Linked DNA regions of Mus musculus: regions 1, 3, 4 and 5 are each linked to region 2. A link is a contact called in public Hi-C, HiChIP or PLAC-seq and promoter capture Hi-C data. All regions are on one chromosome and are shown on one strand. Each heading gives the region's core, a stretch centred on a gene start, on an enhancer-like site or on the middle of the called end of the contact. The rest is flanking DNA. Distances are from core to core; before and after follow the strand shown.

Region 1 (2,700 bases), core at 86-2,585, 190 kb before region 2:
GAATAAGTTAAGTTAGTTCAATCTTATATTTCCATATAGAAGTTTATAGAAGTTAGAAGAAAATAAAAGTCTCATTTCTTTTTTTAAAAAAGTTACTTTATTTTTTATCTGTAAAATGTTACCATGGGACATGAGAGATATACAAAAGAACTAGACAATGGTAGTCTTATAATGTTTCTTTTAATTGAGAATAAATGGTAATAAAATTCTAAAAAGTGGATGCTATGATTTTACTGTATTTGAACATTTTCATAGCTGTTACCAAAATAAAGATGCATCAAATTTTCTGCACCCAGAGGTTCATTCATGCACCTTCCAAGTCATAATATTTTCTAGAGATCATCACTTAATAAGTAATAACTGGTTTTAGCACGTTTTGAACTTCATGTTAGTAGACTCACATTCTTTAGTGCTCTCCAGTTTGGGTCTATGTATGTAAGGTGTTAGTGTTGTTGTTTTCTATTTTATTCCTTATTCTCTTTCATGTCTGCATTAGTATTCTACTGTGTGAATATGGCTCAGTGTTTCCATACTTGTTTTGTAGCCTTAGGGACTGAATCCTTGGGCAGATGTTAAGCCAGAACTCTACCATTGGGCTCTTTCCCCCCACCCACGTTTTTAAAAATAAATATATGAAATGACTACCCTATTAAACAGTGAATTCATTTAATTAGTACTCAAATGTATGTTTAAGCACCTTATCACTGTTGGTCACATTTTTCACTCAGTAGTATTGATCGCACTGAGAAAGAAAAGTAAACAGACAGGTGTTGATGATTCAGAAAGGAGGAGTTAATGAGCAGAATGAAATGTAAGGATTTAAACTCACACAGAAGGCTGCTCTCACATCAATGACAGGAGTGTCACCTGATACACAGAGTTGGTGGTGACAAAATACAGTCCTGCTGACTTGTGTTTATGAAGGGGTGAGCCTCAGTTCTTTTCAGAAGAAATGAAAGCATTTTAATTAGCCACAGTGGAAGCTGGGAAGCAGATCTGCTTAGCAGTGTTCTCAACCCATGACCTCTGGGGTCACTTATGAGAGATCCTGCATATCAGAAATTTACATTACATAGCAAAATGATAGTCATGAAGTAAACAACAAAATAATTTTATGGTTGGGGTCACCTCAACATGAGGAACTATGTTAAAGGAGCACAGCATAGGAAGGTTGAGAGCCACGGGCTTCCAGAAACATAGAAGTGTATGTGGGTAGTACTGAGGACTGGGTTAATTTAAAAGGCTGCCTTTGTGAAATATTCTCTAAAGATAATGGTGTGCAAATAGTAGAAGCACCGTATACAAAGCAGAACTTACCTAAGAAAGGAAGTAAAACCAGCTGTGATAAGACATGCCTTACCAAGATGAGGAGAGAGCACGTTAGGGAGAAGTTGGTCTGCACAGAGGGAGTGAGAACCATAGTCAGGATCCATTAGGGAGGGGAAACTGTTCTGAAGTAAAGGAAAAGAGGTGTACTCGATGTTAATGAGCAGGAGAACTGATGTGGGCAGAGCTAAGATGCTTGAATTGAATCATTCAGAATGACATGGTTTTTTCCCCAAGAGATAAATTTCCAGATATATGGAATGAATGAATGGAGAAAAGCAAGTCAAAAATAAGTGAAGACAGGTTGGTCAGAAACATAAGATGTATTGATGAAACTGGGCCAGGAATGGAGTATTGGGTGAGAAAAAGATCCTCTGGGCCTGGCAGGTGACAGCAAAAGCAAGGATTTCCGGATGGTTGGCTTGTGTTTGACGGTGGCAGCACAGGAGAGTGAGGGTGATGCTGCTGTCCTGTCCTAACCTGATAGCAGAACAGTGCTCACTGGTGTCATCGGGTACACACTTAGACATATTCTAGATTATTTCTCTCAAGTAGAACTTTCTACAATTCTGGAAATGTCTGCACTGTTAAGGTAGATGTCAGCCAGTCACATGTGGCTTACCAACACTTCGTTTGCAGAATTGGTTAGTGTAGCTGAAGAACTGAACTTGGGGTGGGGAGATAGCTTAGAAATAGAGTGCTTGCCAGCATGCATAGGGTCCACGCACTTCATCTTGTGCAGAAAGAAAAGAAAGGTGCCGAAGAACTGAACTACATTTAATTTTTACATTGGTAAATTAAATACGAATAGCCCTGCATGGCTAGTATAATACAACTCTTTGCCACTCTATTTTATACCTAACAAGATGAATCCAGAAATGTTAGACACTTCTTTGTTGGCATATGACTAGAGAGAGTCCCAAGTCTAGAATGAAGATTGTAGAAGCAGAGAGGAAACAAAAGAGAGAGAAGTGGAGGTGGTTGAGACTATGTAACAAAATTAATTTGATGTGTGAATAGTTAATAATAATAGTCACTGATATTATTAAATTTAATTATCTCTAAGCCAAGAAGCTTGAGATAAGGTAGTTTTAATAATAGAAAAGATGAGAATTTGAGAGAAAGCATGTGATTGATAAATCCAAGTTTTGAACATATTTGATAGAAGAGGAAATATTTTAGATTAACGAAACTAAGGAGGCATCATAAACACAGGGCTAGACTAGGATTTTTTTTTCTGGCTTCCATCCATATTCATGCTTTTATATCCCAGCACATCTTTTATCTATAAACAGAACAATTCTATCTGAATTTTAAAATATTTGAAAAATATTTGCCTTTAGCTTTGCCTTATGAGTGGAGAAATCATTCAAA
Region 2 (2,700 bases), core at 49-2,548:
CACAAAATTGTAGCAAATCATCTGAAATAAATATATCTTAAGGCTTTACACTGAAAAAATCATTACGCACAATTTAAACTACGAGATAAACAAATATGTGGCTTTCTCTTTCTCACATTATCTGATAAGAGTACATTACCTCCTAGCAACTGGCCTATAAAGATTGCCTTCAGAGAAAAGAATAAATCAATTCTACAATCAGAGCACAATTCTAACTTTGAAATAAAAATTGGCACAAAATCCATGACAAAAGTGCCATCCAGGAAAACAAGCGCTAGCTCTTCTCTTTTCCTCTTTTTGGTTGGAGGGCCACTTATTAAACTACAAATGCCTATGAAGTATGTACTTCTCAGCAAGCAATATTTTTAAAAATCTACCTGCAACACTGTTTTATATCCCTTACTATACATAAAGGCTGGCGTAAAGATGAAGTTTACACAAGTTAGAGGCTCCAACACCTTTTAAAACACAATTGATGTCATTAAGTACTGAAAAAGAAATCCAACGAATCGTTTTATTTTTCCCAAACTGTCTTCAGCCAGAGCAACCACACCAGCATCATCCCTAACGCACAAAAACAGGGCTTTCATTTTGATGAGTTTATTCGGGCCAATCTGCTACCCAAAGCTCAGCCTCCTCGAAGCAGCGTAGGCGCCTTCCGTCACCCGCAGTGCACAGCTCAAGTGACAGCCACCAGCCTGAGACTCGGGCACCGACACAGCACGGGGAGCAAGGCACGCACTCCTGCTTCCACCGGCGTTGCACACTCCGCCTCGCAGACCCTTCCTAAGAAAACTAGCCACTGCCGTCCCCCCGAATGCCGGGCCTCCTCCGAAAACGCCACGAACAGGACTTATCTCACATCCTATCATCGCGATAAAAACAGCACCTCCCGTGAAATGCAAAGGCGACTCGGCGCGGACTCAAACGCCAGGCCCCACGGGAGACAGTGACGGCCGCTCGGTCTCCGGGCCGCCCGTGGCCCAGCCGCGCGAGTACGCGCGGGCCTCCAGCCCGGCCCGGGAGTGTAGGGCGCGGCCCCGGCAGACAGCGACCCCGGGCGGCGGCGCCCACCTGGGCCACGGGCACCTGAGGCTCCAGGCCCGCGCTAGGCCGCGCGCTCTCCTCAGCCGCCGCTCGCGCCTCACCTGCGGACTGTCCTCCAGGGTCTCTTCAATGGGCAGCTTGTCGATCCCCGGCATCGTGGCGAAGGCTGGGCGGCGGCAGGACACTCGGCAGCCGCCCACAGCTCCGCGCGTGGCCCCGCCTGCTGCAGCTGACCCGGCCCGCCCTCTCGCAGGCGCCGCCGCCCCAGCCCAGAGCTCAGCGGCCGCCGCGCGGGAAATCCCGCCCCCCCTAGGCCCACTAGCCCCGCCTCCAGCTCACCCATTGGCTCGCCGCGACGTCTGTCACCGCTACGGGGCTGACCGGGAATTCCTCCCCGACCGCGGGTTCTCTACCAGAGCAGTGGCCGTGCGGGCCGAGCAGTGTGGGGATGTCGACCTCCGTCGTCGGGCGCGCGTAGTTGAATACGTAGGGGGCTGTCTGAGTCACGCTAGCGCACAGCTAACCTGAGCCCGGAGTGAAGACCGCCGGAGGGGACCTGAGGCAGTTTTACTTCTGCACCATATTTCGTCAGCAACCAAAGAAAAAAAATCCCTACACCTAGCGTCATAACCTTCCCAACCCTGCTCCAAGTTTTCAATCTTATCTCCTGCAAAGAGCGTTAACTCACAAATCTGTGGAATCCGAAATTGTGTCATTAACGGGGTTTACAGTTAATTTGGAGTAGTAGACCCTAAACTTTTTTTTTTCTCCTGGACACCTGCCTATCGGCATCAGTTTAAAACCCTTGATTTTGTTGACAAATCATTAGTTCTTACCTCGTCTTCAAGTTTGTCATTGCTGAAAATACGACCACTATATTTCTTGTATATCACAAAGGAAAACTTTTTTTTAATAAAAAAATTTAAAGATACATTTATCGGAGGACTTCCTTCCGTCATTAAAGGGCTTCTCTCGCAAACCGATTGTCAGGTTTGGCAGGACTCAAAGAACTTCTCTGGTCTCCTTGACTGTAGAGTGAAGCTCACACAGTTGGAGATTTGACATGTAAGGACTAGGCTAACACTGTTTTGTTGTGTTGTGTTTTATGGATTCAGCCTTGATGCACCCTTTTCTCCAGCTTCACACGTTATTTCTCTGAAGTGTTGTACAGTGAGTTTACCGATATGCAAAAAAATTGGCAAAATCATTAATATCTCCCAAAAAAATCTACCCATTAGTCCACTAGTCCATTCCACTGTCATTCAAAGAGTACGATAAGCTGGGAGAAGAGTATTAGCTTCCTGCTTCTCCAGCTGCTTCGACCCAAATCCAGACACTGGAGCAAATCCAAATATGGTAATGAAGAGGAAGCTGTGAGTTTACCAGATTTTCCCCATGGTCTCTTGAAAGATAAAAACTTTGTTTCAGAAGTTTTTTTTTTTTTTTTAAGATTTATTTACTTATTATATGTAAGTACACTGTAGCAGCCTTCAGACACTCCAGAAGAGGGAGTCAGATCTTGATTCGGATGGTTTTGAGCCACCATGTGGTTGCTGGGATTTGAACTCCAGACCTTTGGAAGAGCTCTTACCCACTGAGCCATCTCACCAGCCCCATTTCAGACGTTTTATGGTAGACTTGAATTATAGTTCC
Region 3 (2,700 bases), core at 135-2,634, 210 kb before region 2:
AGTGCAAGAGATGCAGCAAGTGTGGTCATTACAAGTGATGGAGAAGGTGTTATCAATATAATGATGTAGAGACTGTGTTCACTACAATTGATTGAGAGAGTAAGATCAGTCCAATGATAAAGAGACTGTGATCAGTACAAGTAATGGAGTGAGTGTGATCAATACAAGTGATGAAGAGAATTTTGTTAGTACATGTGATGGAGCGAGTGTGGTCAGTACAAGTGAAGGAGAGAGTGTGATCAGGATGAGTAATGGTGAGGTTGTGGTCAGTACAAGTGATGGAGACAGTGTGGTCAGTACAAGTTTTGCAGAGAGAGTGGAAGTACAAGTGATGCAGATATTGTGGTCAGTAAAAGGGATGGAGAAAGTGTGATCAGTACATGTGATGGAGATAGTGTGGTCAGTAAAATTTATGGAGAGAGTGTGGAAGTACAAGTGACGGAGAGATTGTGGTTCAGTACAAGTGATGGAGAGAGTGTGATCAGTACAGGTGATTGAGTGAGTGTTATCAGTACACTTGATGAAGAGAATGTGGTCAGTAAAATTAATGGAGAGAGTATGATCATTACAAGTGATGGAGAGAGTGTGATCATTACAAGTGATGGAGAGGGTTTGGTCAGTACAAGTGATGGAGAGGGTGTGGTCAGTACAAGGGATGTAGAGTGTGGTCAGTACAAGTGATGGAGAGTGTGTTCAATACAAGTGATGGAGATAGTGTGGTCATTACAATGGTGGAGAGCATGTGATCAGTAGAAATGATGGAGTGGGTGTGGTCAGCATAAGTGGTCCTATGTGTACTTGCAAATGTTTACCAGGTAAAACAGTTGAGAACTCAATTGGTGTCAGTTCCCGTGTTTCTTTCCTATTAGTAATACCTTTTACTGGATTCTAATGTTGAAAGCAAGTATTTTTCACTCTTTTAGCATAAACCATAGCTATGCAACTACTTTTAAAATGTATTCAACTTAAGGAATATCTTTTCCAATGCTGTGGGAAAAACTAAATAAGTAGTAGAGTTATTGAGCGTTAATTACAGAGATGTATGACTTTTTTCCTTAGAAGCTCTTCCATGATTTCTTTTAGATTAGTGGGCATCAGTCTTCTTCTGTGAAAAGCCAGTTAATATGTTTCTTTAGGCTTTGTGAGGCCTGTAGTATATTGTCCTGACCCACGGGACCCAGTTATTTGTGGTGTCCGATGGGGACCTTGCCTGAAAGAGAAACGGGCAGGAAAGAAGGAGACCAAGCAGACGATCCTATTAAGGTCTGTTTATTGCGAGCAAGGTTACAGAATAAAAGCGGTAAGAAGGAGGAAGTAAAGAGGGAGAAACTTGCCCGTGCCTCAGCTTGGGAGCAGGGGTGGTTCTGCCTAACTGCCCGGGAGCATGCTATCTATTCTTAGCTCAGGGGACATCCAGCGGCTTTTCACAGGAAGTTTGCAGATACTATTATCTGATCTTGATGTTCTGTCAGCAGTCCTTTCAAAAGGTTGGGAGTTTCTCAAGAAGGGAGGGGAACTTTGGCTTATGACTCAGTGTCAGTCTCCAAAATATCCCCCTCTTTTATATTATAGATGGAGCTTTCAGCCTTTGGCCATATGGTAGATGGAGCATCTGCCTTAGGCTACATGATGTGCATCTACAACCAGCACCCAAAGTGGTTGATTTTTGAGGGTAGAGTCTCTGTCTTAGGCTATGTGAGTTGCCCCCCACATCCAGCACTCTCATCTCAGAGTGGGCCCCTGGATTATGGACTCACAATAATCCCATCATTTGAGGTGCTCTACAGCCTATCATGGGTGTGCCTCTGGTATGTGGCATCATGCTATTCCTGTAATTGATGTCTCCATAGCTTACCAAAGCATCCCTGGTTAGGACCTGGGTCCAAGACTGTAAAATCTAGGCCCACCAAAGGGGCATCACGGGGATCAACATAAGTATCTTGGTCAATGTCTCAGACATCAAGGCGATGATAGTATACCAACACTGGCTTCTTAAAGGCTGCATCTACTTGTGATTTGACAAACTCTGTTAACTTTCTAAATGCCCAGGGTCCAAAGGATATGAGCAAAAGTAATCCTACCACAGGACCCAAAATACTGGGCAACAAGGTAAAGAGCATGGAGAAGTGGAAAACCAATTCTGGTACCAGGATTCACTTTTTTCTCGTTCTCTTTTTCTGTTTTCTAAACTCTCTTTTACCTTTTTCAGACTATCTTCTACTAACCCTGTCTTATCTGTATAGAAACAGCATTCCTCTTTTAAAGCAGCACACAGTCCTCCTTGTTGGAGGAAAAGCAAATCTAACCCTCTTCTATTTTGTAACACTACCTCAGAAAGTGAGGTAACAGAATCTTTAAGGTTCTTTATCCCAGCCTGCATCTCCTGAAGATCTCTATCTATAGTCATACTAAGTTGGGTATACTGTTGATTGGAGGTCACTAAGGAGGCAATCCCTGTTCCTGTCCCCGCAGCTCCTAATCCAAGGAGAACCGAGAGGGTGATAGCTGTGATAGGCTCTCTCCTGTGCCTCGATGGAAGTGTGGACCCTCTCTCCCAGAATCTTAGAAAATCATCAGGCGGGTATACTGTCAAGGGAGGAAGCAATTTAGTCAAAACACAATATTCTCTGCCTTTTAAAGAGGTGGAAGTAACTATAAAGGTAGTTAAACCTAAAGAGAAGGCAAAATAAGTATTATTAG
Region 4 (2,700 bases), core at 47-2,546, 200 kb after region 2:
TGCAGGTCTTTCTCTTCTGTCTCTACCCAGGATGCTTCTATTGGGCTTTAGATAGAGCTTCGAGAGGCATTTCAATGCAAATGTTGTGGTCACCCAGCCCAATGTGGAGCTTGATGCATCTGTAGATGGAAGGATCCCCAGAGACTTTAAGCATGGCCTCCATCCTTGCCTGATTCAGAGAGGACAGTCGGGCATCTGTCATAGTTAGGGTTTCTATTGCTGTGATGAAACATCATGACCAAAAAGCAAGTTGGGGAGGAAAAAGTTTATTCTACTTACACTTTCACCTCACTGTTCATCACCAAAGGAAGTCAGGACAGGAACTCAAGCAGAGAGGAACCTGGATGCAGAAGCAGAGGTCATGGAGGAGTGCTAACTGGTTGCTCCCCATGGCTTGCTCATCTTACTTTCTTATAGAACCCAGGACCACCAGCTCAGGGATAGCACCACCCACCATGATCTGGGCCCTCCCCACATTGATTTTTTTTTTTTTTTTCAAGACATGGTTTCTCTGTATAGCCCTGGCTGTCCGGGAACTCACTTTGTAGACCAGGCTGGCCTCGAACTCAGAAATCTGCCTGCCTCTACCTCCCGAGTGTTGGGATCAAAGGCATGCACCACCACGCCCGGCTTTTTTTTTTTTTTTAATTTTTTTTCCACATTGATTACTAATTGAGAAAATGCCTTTACAGCTGAACCTCATAGAGGCATTTTCTCAACTAAGGCTCCTCCCATCCAATGATGCTAGCTTCTCGTTAAGCTGACAAACAAAACCAGCCAGCACAGCATCCACCAAACTGAGAAACAGAAATGCAGTTTTGAGCAAGTTTGTTCTGTCTTAGCAAAGAACAGTTGGTGTGGTTTTCCACATAGCAAGCCTTTATGGCTTCAAATATTCTGGAGCTCTTAGCAGAGCTAGGAAAATACCTTTGAGGCAAAGACAGTTTAGCTTTGACCTTGGGCCAAGAAAGTTCAGGCAGCCAGGCTCATGTTGTAGGATTGCAGGATAGTTGCTGGGGTGATCGATGATGACTTTGTCTCTGCTTAATGGTGGTCCAGCCCAGTGGTCCAGCCCATCTGCATGACTCAAAGGCTCAGAAATGAGTGCTTCTTGTTAGCAAGGTGGAAGGGGTGGCGTTTCATCCTCCAGGTCTTTCTTCTTTGCCCAGCCTGCTTGTAAAAATGAGAGCTTGATTTTTCCAAGCTGTATCATGGACCCCAGATATATCAATGCCAATTTTCTGAAGGAAACCTACTGTCGTCCGTGAGCAGTTGTCGGGCCCACAAGGGTGACTCATAAATAGTGAAGTTCCCAGAACTCACTCATCCCTGGCCAGCTAAGAAGAAGCTAAGCCAAGAGGGGTGGGGCAGGCTGCCGCATTTGAAAATAACATTGTGTGTTACAGACAAGTGTCCCCTGTTGGACAACCAGGCACTTTTAAACAGAGGAGGCTCGGCCGATCACCATGCTGGCTACCTGCTTTTATCTGGCCGATGGAGGAGTCTTCACTTTCCACACTAGCTCAGACTAAGCAAGAGACAGGTGCGGCTGCGGCTGACTTTCCTCCAGGCTGTTGGGAGTGTTTCTGACAGCAGTGCAGTGCGTATGGTGTTGTGGATGGTGGCAGGAACAACTGGTTTTTCAGGCTATTAAGAAAGTGTGATTCCCCTGGTTGTTGACCACCCATCTCCAACCCTTAAATGTCTAAAATAATCTAGAAGGCCACACAAGTCAGCATATTATTTATATTCACTTAGTGTTGTGGTGGTGGTGGTGGTGGTGGTGTGTGTGTGTGTGTGTGTGTGTGTGTGTGTGTGATTTTTTTGAGACTCCCTAAGTAGTCCTTGTTGGCCTCAGATGCACGGCAGTTTTTCTGGCTTTGCCTCTCAGGTGCTAAAACTGCAGGTGTGTGCCGCCACACCTGGCTATGTTAACTTTCATGGCTAATAAACATCATGCAGAAAATTGTGCCAGTCACTATAGCTTATTGGGTTTCATACCCCTTTTAAAAAAAAAGAATTTTATGTATGTATGTGTGTGTGTGTGTGTGTGTGTGTGTGTCCACACACACACCTGCTTGTCTGTGAGAGCGTCACATCCATGCAGGTGCCTGTGGAGGCCAGAATCTTGATTGCTGGATCTGGGTTGCTGGGAATTGAATTGCAGTCTTCATCAGGAGCAGCAGCCATTGCTTTTGTTTTAGCCAGGGTTCCTATTGCTGGGATAAAGCAATAGGACCAAAGCAACTGGGACAGATGGGTTTGTTTCATCTTACAGCCTAAAGTCCATCACTCACGGAAGCCAGAGCAGGAACTGAAGCGGAGGCCATGGCTTGCTCAACCTGATTTTTTACAAACCCCAGGGCTGCTGGGGTGGGGGTGGGGCACTACCCACAATGAGCTGGGCTTCCCACATCAATCATCAGTTAAGAAAATGCCCCACAGACTTACCAATATGTGAACTTATGAAGGCATTTTCTCAATTATCTTCCCAGATAGGCTAGGTTTATGTCAAGTCCACAGACACCAACTAGCACAGGTCTTAACTGCTGAGTCATCTCTCCAGCAGCCGATTTTGCTCTTTTTTTTTTTTTTTTTTTTTTTCTTTTTTCCGGAGCTGAGGACCGAACCCAGGGCCTTGGGCTTGCTAGGCAAGCACTTTACCACTGAGCTAAATCCCCAACCCCCGATTTTGCTCTT
Region 5 (2,700 bases), core at 18-2,517, 140 kb before region 2:
AGACTGAGGAAGAAAGAGAATTTCTAAAGTATTAAGATGAATCAGTTACATAAAAAGGTGATATGGAACCATAAGATAGTGTTTGGGGGGGGAGAATGAATTAACAAAATATGTAATTACCCGCATATATTGTATAAATGGGATTAATAAAACTTCTATTATATAATTGTGTGTCAACTATGTATTATAATAACTAATTAACTCTTCCCTTTGAGGAGTGTGTGTGTGTGTGTGTGTGTGTGTGTGTGTGTGTCCTCCTATAGAGCAGGCCTCCAGTTTAATCAAAAAGTGGCTGAAACCACCATTGGGCCAGTAGCATTTTCCTCTAAGCTACACATGTTTTAATTAATCATTTTTAGTTTAATTTAATTTTATGTGTATGGGTATTTTGCCTGAATGTATGTCAGTGTACCACTTATGCCCAAGAAGGTGGAGAGAGGGCATCAGATATCTGGAACTGAAATTAAAGACAGTTGTAAATGGTTACATAGATTCTGGGAATCAAACCTGGGTCCTCTAGGATAGCTAATGCTCTTAAACACGGAGTCCATGCCTATAGGCCCCAAAATTTAATACAGAAAGGTGTGTGTGTGTGTGTGTGTGTGTGTGTGTGTGTGTGTGTTTGTCTGTGTGTGTGTGTAGAGGGAGGATTATGAATGGGTTTGGTCCCCATGATTATGGAGCCTTAGAAGATCTTCACCTCACAAAGTGGGGGCCTTGAAGAGTGAGTGCCACAGTTCTAGTATGGAGGCCACAAGGCTCAAGACCTTGAAGAGCTCATGTTTTGAGGTCTTCTGAACTCTGAAGCCGACAGTAAAACCGATGTGCCAGCCTGAGGACGGTCAGAGAGGATTAAGTGCTCCTTTATTTGGAAGAAGAGCAATACTGTCCTTTGGTTCAGGACTTCTAATTAAAAGAGGCCTGCTGACGTGAGGGTAGTGGGCTGTGCCTTTGGGAAGCAGAGATAGAGGACGATAGCTGGAGCTACACAGAGAAATCCTGTCCTCAACTCCCCATCCCCAAAAAGGAGGACCTTAAAATGCACACTGCCCTAAAAGGAAAGAATTACAAGCATCTTGTTGAAACTGAGTGAAAGGAAATCTGGAAAATATTCTAACAAAAAAGTAAAAAAGCATAAACTGTTTAATTAAACATTTAAAATGTTAGTTGTCAAGTATCATTGTAGGCACTCCTTGCTTCCATGGGTTTTATTTCTGTCAAGGGTTGAACGGAAGCCAGTAACAGACAAACAAGTAAATGGTGTGTGAGGTATCGGTTAGTAAGTTCTGAAGATAACACTCACCACAAGAGGTCATGTAAATAACAGGAAGAAGGCTGTTCTAGACAGATCATTCTGGGAAGAACTTTATCATCATCTGGGGCATAAACATAAAGGAAGTAAGAAAGTGAGCCACATCACAGTCTGAGAAAAGAAGGTTCTGGTCAGAGGACACAGCAAGAGAAAGGTCCAAGAGCAAGACTGCAGTTGACATAGTTCAGGACAGAGCAGAAGAAAGCACTTCACTGAGGCAGAAAAGATTGGCAAAAAGAACTTTTGGGTAAAAAAAAACAAAAAAAAACCAAAAAACTTCAGTTTTGGAGTTATGATAGGGATTATGAAGGACTTCCAGTGACAGAAATCCAAATTAAAAAAGGGTTTTCTCCTCTTTCTCATATGGGAGAAGGGGCTAGTAGATATTGAGCAGACAGCATTGTCTATAGTGAACATGCTAAAATCAAGATGCCTAATGGACAACCATGTAGAGAGATGGAGAAGGGGATAATTATGTTCTTAATATGCAACAAGTCTTTAGTCCTTATCGTGTGTCCTTGTTTTCATTTTAATGTATAAAAAAATCTAAAAAGCATTGGGCCCTCAGTCTATTTGATTCTCATTAAGCCCTAACCTCTTCATAACCCTAAACTCTTCCCCTAGGTGACATCTCGACGTATATGCCTGCACTGAGGCTGCTCATCTTTAATACATTTTTCTTTCTCTTTCCAGCCGTGGCCTGAAGATGCTCTTGAACGTGTAGCTGTGAATTTCCTAGAAACTCTGGAGCTCACTAAGGTTGAGCGACAAGAGATAGTCCCGATCTGTAAACACTTTCATACTTCCATTATGCACCTTTCAGAAAGGTTAGTAATGATGGTACTTTAAATTGTGCAATTTAAATGCCTTGTATTTTAAGTGCCCTGTATTTTCCACAAAAGTCTAACATTTTGGTGTTATTTCTTTGTCTTCTAATTTTTCTGGTTATTTAATTAATTAAAACCCTCAGCTAACAAGCAATAGAAAGGGAGAATTTATTTTGAAGATCCAAGAATGCCTCACAAAGATCTGGAAAATGAGCAGAAGAAGTTAGAATCTGTTAAAAACACACAATTGTTTTCTGATATGCGTCATTATGTGTGTTCTAACTATTGATCATCAACCCTTGAATCTAGAAGCATGACCTTAAGTGCTGTTGTATTGTGCATAGAGAGTCAGTTGTCCTGCATACTTGGCTTGGACAGTGGTGCCAGGAAGTGTGCTGTAGTCTGCATCCTTGTATATCCCTGTATGTCCTTCCATGTATACAATATACTGGTCTTTTACATTCAGTCGGCATGTAGCATACAGTGTAACTCATACTTGTCCCATTTGCAGTCTCCTTTCCTGAGGCTTGCCTACCTCATACAATAGCTCAAGTGTCTTAC

The links. Promoter capture Hi-C pulls out the DNA fragments that hold promoters and counts their contacts. A called contact is a pair of places that touch in the nucleus more often than the background predicts. HiChIP or PLAC-seq counts read pairs in DNA pulled down with a chosen protein or histone mark.
Region 1: a promoter capture Hi-C map of the HPC-7 cell line shows a contact between it and region 2, with 4 times the contacts expected there. The contact joins the enhancer-like site here to the promoter of Appl1 in region 2. A contact is called at or near these places in 8 of 39 promoter capture datasets (the HPC-7 cell line, HPC-7-derived erythroid cells, cranial neural crest and 4 more), 2 of 484 Hi-C or Micro-C datasets (cerebral cortex and embryonic stem cells), 2 of 115 datasets of contacts at active chromatin or transcription factors (bone marrow-derived dendritic cells and embryonic stem cells) and 1 of 9 other capture datasets (liver).
Region 3: an H3K4me3 HiChIP or PLAC-seq map of bone marrow-derived macrophages shows a contact between it and region 2, with 6 times the contacts expected there. The contact joins the enhancer-like site here to the promoter of Appl1 in region 2. A contact is called at or near these places in 1 of 39 promoter capture datasets (the HPC-7 cell line), 1 of 484 Hi-C or Micro-C datasets (pre-megakaryocyte-erythroid progenitors), 3 of 115 datasets of contacts at active chromatin or transcription factors (bone marrow-derived dendritic cells, bone marrow-derived macrophages and large pre-B cells) and 1 of 9 other capture datasets (pancreatic islet).
Region 4: a Hi-C map of uterus shows a contact between it and region 2, with 5 times the contacts expected there. The contact joins the enhancer-like site here to the promoter of Appl1 in region 2. A contact is called at or near these places in 13 of 484 Hi-C or Micro-C datasets (the 3T3-L1 cell line, the HL-1 cell line, Sertoli cells and 8 more) and 1 of 115 datasets of contacts at active chromatin or transcription factors (embryonic stem cells).
Region 5: a contact with region 2 is called in a Hi-C map of the G1E-ER4 cell line, with 2.3 times the contacts expected there. The contact joins the enhancer-like site here to the promoter of Appl1 in region 2. A contact is called at or near these places in 2 of 39 promoter capture datasets (both in the HPC-7 cell line), 1 of 15 datasets of contacts at CTCF or cohesin (pro-B cells), 2 of 484 Hi-C or Micro-C datasets (the G1E-ER4 cell line and nephron progenitors) and 4 of 115 datasets of contacts at active chromatin or transcription factors (bone marrow-derived macrophages, effector CD8 T cells, large pre-B cells and 1 more).

The regions. Positions count from the first base shown.
Region 1 is chr14:26,782,591-26,785,290 of GRCm38.p6, forward strand. It overlaps Dnah12 (dynein, axonemal, heavy chain 12), which reads left to right. Exons shown (of 75, transcript NM_001370884.1): 34 at 2,670-2,700. Among named protein-coding and RNA genes, the nearest start is that of Dnah12, 92 kb to the left of the region's middle. Within about 2 kb of position 1,336, at least 6 of the 459 cell types and tissues checked have an H3K27ac peak or open chromatin away from gene starts, as enhancers often do. A contact at or near this core is called in the HPC-7 cell line, where this site is marked.
Region 2 is chr14:26,969,253-26,971,952 of GRCm38.p6, forward strand. It overlaps Appl1 (adaptor protein, phosphotyrosine interaction, PH domain and leucine zipper containing 1), which reads right to left and starts at 1,299. Exons shown (of 22, transcript NM_145221.2): 1 at 1,149-1,299. The coding sequence starts at 1,202.
Region 3 is chr14:26,757,372-26,760,071 of GRCm38.p6, forward strand. The region is part of intron 21 of Dnah12 (dynein, axonemal, heavy chain 12); the gene reads left to right. Among named protein-coding and RNA genes, the nearest start is that of Dnah12, 67 kb to the left of the region's middle. Within about 2 kb of position 1,385, at least 13 of the 459 cell types and tissues checked have an H3K27ac peak or open chromatin away from gene starts, as enhancers often do. A contact at or near this core is called in the HPC-7 cell line and bone marrow-derived macrophages, where this site is marked.
Region 4 is chr14:27,172,040-27,174,739 of GRCm38.p6, forward strand. It overlaps a transcript of Arhgef3 not described here. Among named protein-coding and RNA genes, the nearest start is that of Gm34848, 92 kb to the right of the region's middle. Within about 2 kb of position 1,297, at least 77 of the 459 cell types and tissues checked have an H3K27ac peak or open chromatin away from gene starts, as enhancers often do. A contact at or near this core is called in the HL-1 cell line, muscle stem cells and uterus, where this site is marked.
Region 5 is chr14:26,824,889-26,827,588 of GRCm38.p6, forward strand. Dnah12 (dynein, axonemal, heavy chain 12) reads left to right here. Exons shown (of 75, transcript NM_001370884.1): 47 at 2,006-2,139. Among named protein-coding and RNA genes, the nearest start is that of Asb14, 68 kb to the right of the region's middle. Within about 2 kb of position 1,268, at least 24 of the 459 cell types and tissues checked have an H3K27ac peak or open chromatin away from gene starts, as enhancers often do. A contact at or near this core is called in the G1E-ER4 cell line, the HPC-7 cell line, memory CD8 T cells and 1 more, where this site is marked.